Regions from separate parts of the Mus musculus genome. Here region 2 is linked to region 1. A link is a contact called in public Hi-C data. All regions are on one chromosome and are shown on one strand. The core of a region is the stretch at or near the end of the contact, and the rest is flanking DNA. Distances in the headings are between cores, read along the strand shown.

Region 1 (3,712 bases), core at 694-3,193:
GGGGGTTGTTGAGGCTTCTCTGAGGATTTTACTGTTACAGCTCTTTTAGACAATATTCAATAAAACAGCCTATGTGCATACACTTTATACAATGGGATTGGGGCATGGGGTGACCAAGGCATATGTATGAACTTTGCAGAAAAGAATTTTCAGGGTGGATATAAAATCATTGGATAGAATTTAAGTACTGTAAATGCCTCATTTGTATGGAGATGCATTTCAGCAATCCCAGGTACTTTCTGGGGTAGTTCTTCTCAGGAAAGAGGACGTTAAACTTATAGGATTGCCAAGGGCTATGTTATCTTCCTTGGGTAGAGAGTCTGGGGGGGATCAAGCTCCTCAGATAAGGTCAGAGAAGGGGAAACCCTGCTGGTAAAGAGAGTTCTCCAATTTGCACCAAGCTCATAGGAGCTATCTGGGCATGGTAGACTTTGACCTTAAAGTTTCGGCACATGCAACCCCTTTGAAAATCAATTTGGAGGTTTCTCAGAAAATTGAGAATACCTGAGGACACAGTCTTACCACTCAGAGGCATATAAATAAAATACGATCCACCATACCACAAGGACACTTGCTCAACTGTGCTCATGGAAGTTTTATTCATAATAGCTAAAAACTGGAAAAAAACTTAGATGCCACTCAACAGAAGAATGAATAAAGAAAATATAGTACATTTACACAATGGAATATTACTCAGCTATTAAAAACACAGATGTCATGAAATTTGTAGACAAATGAATGGAACTAAAAAATGTCATTCTGAGCGAGGTAACCCAGACCCAGAAAGACATGCATAGTATGTACTTACTTATAACTGGATATTAGCCATAAAGTACAAAATAACCGTGCTACAATCTACAGACACTAAGAAGCAAAGTAACAAGGAGGACCTAAGGAAAGAGACTTGAATCTCACTTGGAAGGGGAAATAAAATGGACATTGGAGAGTGGATAAAGGGAGAGATTGACGTGGGAGAAGGGTAGGGGCAGAGAAGGGTAGGGGAGTGGGGGGGAGGGTGTGGGAGACTTTTGGGATAGCATTGGAAATGTAATTGAGGAAAATACGTAATAAAAAAAAAAGAAGGGATCAAGTCTGTGAAGGATGGAGGGAGAAAGAACTGAGAGAGTGTTGCAGTAAATCTCCAACCCAATTATGCCCGGCAATAAAAACACAACTCAATTAATATGAATACATGCTGTGAGCCTAGATTGGGCAGATCTACCACTACACTACCATCTTCCACATTTATGAGACCCCTTAGAACTTCCGGTTTCTCCAGGCCATGTGCTTCTGCTCCTCTTCTTCTTTCTCCTCTTTTGAATCCCCTCCCTCACCTTCCGCCCCACCTTCTCTTTTATCTGCCCAATCATCAGCTCTCCTTTATTTTACAAATTAAGGTGGGAAGCAGGTTTATAGGAAATCACCTGAGTGCTGACTCATTCCTTGTTCGAAACCACTCACAGAAGAACTGAATTAATGTAAAATATAATTAGCCCTAGGGCTATCCACAACAAGAGAGAACTGGGACTGGTGAGGGAGGTAGATTTATGGGACAAACTAGAAACCTAGGACAAGGGAAACACCCATGAACCTATAAGAGTGATTGTAGCTAAGGTTCTTATCAATGAGGAATATTTAACAAGAACACTTTCAAATAAGCATTGTGAATAGTGAATAATAGTTTCACATCAAGAAAAATCTCATAATGACATGGTAAATGAGTTTAAGGTAATTCATGAAAATAATAGCCAAGTTTCATGTTGAGCTATACCCACAAGCTCAGTGTCAGCAAAATCAAGCCCAGTGTTGCTGAAGGGAGTAATTGGGACAGGCTCACTCCTGGAGGATTAATTTAACTCCCAACAGATTGTGGCAGCCACCTTTCATTTCCACAGAAAGACTCCATCAGCAAGCAGATTTCAATTAGCAAAGTGTGGCTCTATTGACTTATTAGAGACACAAGGAGACACAGCAGACAGATAACACATTGGATTACATCAGCATTAATCTTATGTCCATGACATGGCGGGGGTGGGGGGGGATTCAAATGCATTAGCTCTCTCCCTCCGGAGTAAAACAAAGGAATTTTTTTTGCCTCCTATTACAATGAGTTTAATCTTCATACAAGGTGATAGATTGATATATAAATTGAGAGTGAGGTTAAGACCCCCTTGTCTCTGAAGAGGTATGAAGTTCCAGGGGAGCCTTTGACTAGATCCCTGTGTATTAGAGACCTCCCATTCAGATGTCAGTTCTGACTAAATCTTCCTTTAAAAAGAAAGCTTAGGTAAATTGTTGAGATGTTCATCCAGAAAAAAGCAAAAAGAAAAACTGACCACTTAGTTGTGTGGACCAGGTGAGAAGAAGTCCATGCTAATAGTCTATGGCATTGATAGGAGGATGAAGACAGGAGATATTAGAAGGACCCTCTTCTCTCATCTAAGTAATTCTGCTTTTATTTTTCTCATTCCAATTTTCCTGGTTACTTGCTTTCCTTGTCATGCTGTGTAGAGACCTAACATTATCTACCTTTGTATGAAAAAAGCAAAACCTCATACAATTCTGCAGAGAGAACATTAGAGGACACATGTTCTACATCCAAGATGCTAAACTGGATCTCAATGTTAACCCATGCCCTCAAGATCATCATCTAGATCCTAACCCTCCAGTACCCAGATCAAAAATAGAGGTTCAAAGGCCATGGGAAAAAGCCAAACACATAGTTAAATAGCAAATCTATGAAGTAACACCAGGAAGGCTGTGATGAACAGGAAGAAGCCCAGAGCTGGAATGGACCAGAGCGAGATACAGGCCCTGAAAACTCACCCTCAATTTCCTAATTTCTTTAATTTGACATGAGCTTCTGTTTTTCACAATTTCCCAATAATTCCATAGTATTGTAGGTCCATCAAGAAATTAAACTATTCACTAGCTCACACCATTCATCATCTAACCACCTGTAGAAATACCTCCATAGAATCACCCAAAGATATATACTACTAATATCCTAGGCCTTTAAGAAACCAAATAAAATTTACAATTAAATGTAATTTATCCCCATCGTGCTAGTAAAAGAAAAACATGTGTGTTGGAGAGATGCATCAGTGGTTAAGAGTGCCAGATTGTCTACCAGAGGACATGGGATTGATTCCTAGCATCTACAGGGTGGCTCACAAAAGTCTGAATTCTAGTCCCTGGAGATCTGATGCCTTCCCCTGGCCTCCACAGCCGTTGCATGTACATGACGTGTAGATATTTATGCAGACCAAATACCTATATGAGTAAAAATTTGTAAATAAAAAATAACAAAGACAGCATGGTAGTTTACTATTTAAAAAACATCATAAGCCCTTGACAATCATGAGAGGGTGCTCTCAAGGGAGAGCGGATGAAAAGCTTTGGTAGAAAGGGTTAAAACAAACAATGGATCAGGAAGGGTCAAACTGATGTTGTGGAGAAGGCAAGGTAGAAGAAGAAACAGAGCTGAAGCTCCTTGGGTAAAGACAACAAGACAGAACAGTAGAAGCTTCTCTCTCTCTCTCTCTCTCTCTCTCTCTCTCTCTCTCTCTCTCTCTCTCTCTCTCTCTCTTTCTCTGTATACTAAAAAAAAGTTATAAATCAATTTATGCTGTAGCAGGGCTACAATGCCTCACTAGACACCAAAAACTAATAAATGAGAAATACAGTACAAGGAATTGTTGAAGAGACAGGT
Region 2 (3,712 bases), core at 754-3,253, 290 kb after region 1:
AGTGCTGCCAAAGAATGGAAACAAATGTGTTTTCAAATGAGCAAATGAGTCAATTAACTGACTGAGACATAACAGTCAACAAGATGAGCTGCTGTCCCTGCTCTGGAACTTTAAATCCTATGAGGAGTGAAATGGACCCCATGGGCCATAGGGCATGTGCTGAAGAACTGTTTATACATTAAGTTCAATTTCACTAAATTAAATTAATTAGTTAATTAATTGCATTTTGTGAATTCCCACAAACCTTTCTTATGCTAAATAACTAAAAACTTAAAGCATATGAATGAAGTAGCTAAAGCCATGGTGCTGAGCAATCTAGACGGATCTTCCCGTATTTCCACTTCCTTCTGAGAATGCTTTCTCTTCAACTTCTGCATGGTTTCCTTTTGAATGTTGGTCCTATTTTAATCCCTACTTCTGTCCCTATTTGACCATAAAGGACAGTTTCTGCGGAAGAGAGGAAATGGTACAGCATAGAAGCCCTGTGACTGACAATGTTCTCATGCCCAGTTCTGAATGGAGACTAGATGGCTGCATATGCTGACTGCAAATAGCCGTCTATTATCCTTACTGCTCAGTTGCAATCTAGAGCAAGATTTGAAAAACTGGCATGGTCTAAGTGACTTCCAGTACCCAAGGAGATAGAGTTAACAGTAGAAGACGGACCCAGAGAACAAGCAAAATAGTTAGATTAACACACACTCATGCACATACACACACACACACACACACACACACACACACACACACACACTGTCCTCTTAACCCACACTCATGTACATACACATGCACACACACTGTCCTCTGGAAAAGGCATAAGCAATTGCATGTGGCAAAAATAGGAAAAATTTCTGACCGCTTAACCATCACCCCTGTTTCAATGTTGGGGGTCACATCTAAAGCTATTCATTCTGACTACAAAGTCTATGTTCTCCTTGAGAGGTGGAATAATATATATAGTTAACAATTCTATTTGTTTCTTCCATCTGAAGCTGACACAAAAAGTCCTTCCAGAGCAGGGAAGATGGTTTACTAGGTAAGAAGTAGATAAAAGCATATGTTATGGAAGCATGCGTACCTGAATTCAAATCCACAAACCTAGATAAAAAGCTATTATACGTGGCCACATCTGCCTGCAATCTCAGTGTGTGGAGGAGCAGAGATAGTTAAGTCCCAGAAGCTCAGAGGCCAGTCAGCCCAGGCAGACTAGCAAGCTTCATGGTCTTCTGTAAAAAAACCTGTCTCACAAAATACAGTGAGAACTATAGATAAGAGTCTCTATGTCGTCCTCCGGCCTCTACATGCACATTCACACATACACACACAGATACACATAACATTCAACATAAACACACACACATTCACAGAGTTCTGCCAACTTCAGGCACAATTATGGATTGTGACCTCTACATATCAAATTAGAATCAAGTTGTCCTGACAGTTTGTCTTCCACTAAATTACAGTAAAATATCCATTGTCCAAAAGATTCACTTTTTTTTTCCAAACTTACATGAAAGCCATCAGAGGAGCAAATTATGGACACATGATCCTATCCAGAGGCTATTGCGTTGGAATGCTGAGCACCCTACAGCCCTCTTTCATCTGTCACACTCCTTACTCAGAACATGACATTTTCATAGTTATTTGCTTATTTACTTTTTAGTTTAGAAGCAGGGTTTCACTCCATATGCCTAGCTGGTCTAGAACTCAATATATCATCCAGACTGCCCTCAAGCTTGCAGTAATTCCCCACACACACACTTCTGCCTCCCAGTGCTAGAATTACAGCCACATACTACTACAACTAGCTAACTATTTTTCAACAGGGAATAATGCTACAAAATAAGCCAAAGATGCCAGGCTGGACTGGAATTCAGCTTTCCTTCTGCTCTGCCCCTGATACAACACTATTATGTAGGGGCTAAGTCTGGAAGAGATCCTGACATTGCACTCACTGTGAAGCAACTAACAACTGCCTAGATCTTTCCATGCGTAAGGACAAGTTGAATTCATGTCTTCTGGCCTTTTCCTTCAACTAGACCATCGGCAGTTCTGCCAAGCTTCACTACAATAATCTCTCTCTTAAAGAGAATCTCAGGGAGAGAGAATCTGCTTGCTGTCCATTTATGCAAATATATCAGCTGGCTTTCTACAAAGATCAACACTATTCGCCATTGGTCTGGGTATGCTTTGGGGGTAGTACCAAAAGTTATAAAAATTTACTATATATTATCTCAATATGGTGGATGATATATCTCACTATCTATTCAAATAAATATTCACCAGGAAGACTTTCAAACAAACAAAAGCAAGCTTCTACGTTGATATGGATCAGTAGACACCTCAGTGTGACCTATGAAACCCTTGTGCAGCATCAGGCATTACATATGATAGCCAGTTCTAATGTCTTAGAACTCAGATGTTAATATTTGGCTAAGTAACCACTTTGTAAGGAAACACAGTAAATGTTACAATGCCAAGGTATGTGAAAGGCTAGGTAAATGACTCAGTTGGTAAAATGCTTGCATTGCAAGAACGAAGACCTGAGCTTGATACCCAGGACCTATGGTTTAAAAAGCCAGACATAGCGGTGTTTGTAAGCCCAAGGACCGTGGAGGCAGAGCTGCCTTACTAGCTAGTCTAATTTATATAATGAGTTCCAGTCCAATAAGAGACTCTGTCTCAAAAACACAGTGAACGATGCCTGACAAACAATATCCAAGGTTTTCCTCTGGTCTACACACACACACACACACACACACACACACACAGAGAGAGAGAGAGAGAGAGAGAGAGAGAGAGAGAGAGAGAACATGTGGAACACCACAAAAATAGCAAAGAGAAAGCAACTGACCTATAATGTATAAAAGGGTCTGAATCAAGAGTTTAAGACATTCCTTGGAGCAGAATAACAAACACTGGTCCCTTTCGAAAGTCAGATCAAGTTCATTGAGGGTCCCTTGGATATATCAATTAGACTAGCCTATAGTGCTGCTCTTCAAAGACAAGCATTAATCCAGGTGTTTCTATAACAGTATTTTATAGGTGTTATTAAAGTCCATAATCAATTAACTTTAAGTAAGGAATATTTCCAAGATAATTTTTACAGGCAGAGCTCAGTAGATTGAAAGAAACCTGGTCCTCAGACTTCCTTCAGAAAAAAGGAAAATTTCAGCTATGGACATTTCAGCCCACATCTAAAAGCTCCAGTCCTCTCAATCTACCACAAATTCAGACAATTAATTCTACGCTTTGCATTTGCCTATGGCATACCTACAGGTTCACAAGCCAATTTGTTGCAATGAACCCTTTATATTTATTCCTCATAGTCCTGCTCCTCTTAGAAATGGAGTGTTTGTGAAATGGGACTCAAAAATGTAGAAATAGCTTAGAAATTGGACACTGGGCAGGAACCAGAATAATTGTAAAGGCATAATTGCAGAGGCCTATATTGCTTTTAAACGGTTGTGAATAGACATGTGGATCTTACTATAAATACTCCTGGTGTGAATTCGAAAAGGACTGAAAATGTTTCCTATATAGAGGAGAAAAACCTAAGTCAATAATCCGCTGCAGAGTTTTCACGAAACAAAAATTTAGAAGTCCGGGACCTGTTTTAAAAGAAACCGCTCTGGCTCAGAAGTGGAACCCTTAGGAAACTACACCTCAGAGTGGACACAAATTCAAGTCAGATATAGTCAACAGAATTGCA

What was found. A called contact is a pair of places that touch in the nucleus more often than the background predicts.
Region 2: a Hi-C map of the N1E-115 cell line shows a contact between it and region 1, with 2.4 times the contacts expected there. The contact joins two enhancer-like sites. A contact is called at or near these places in 1 of 15 datasets of contacts at CTCF or cohesin (pro-B cells), 2 of 484 Hi-C or Micro-C datasets (the N1E-115 cell line and nephron progenitors) and 1 of 115 datasets of contacts at active chromatin or transcription factors (T-cell acute lymphoblastic leukemia).

The regions. Positions count from the first base shown.
Region 1 is chr15:63,308,723-63,312,434 of GRCm38.p6, forward strand. No RefSeq gene overlaps it. Among named protein-coding and RNA genes, the nearest start is that of Gm41335, 46 kb to the right of the region's middle. Within about 2 kb of position 1,944, at least 3 of the 459 cell types and tissues checked have an H3K27ac peak or open chromatin away from gene starts, as enhancers often do. A contact at or near this core is called in the N1E-115 cell line, where this site is marked.
Region 2 is chr15:63,595,403-63,599,114 of GRCm38.p6, forward strand. No RefSeq gene overlaps it. Among named protein-coding and RNA genes, the nearest start is that of Gm25702, 120 kb to the left of the region's middle. Within about 2 kb of position 2,004, at least 3 of the 459 cell types and tissues checked have an H3K27ac peak or open chromatin away from gene starts, as enhancers often do. A contact at or near this core is called in the N1E-115 cell line, where this site is marked.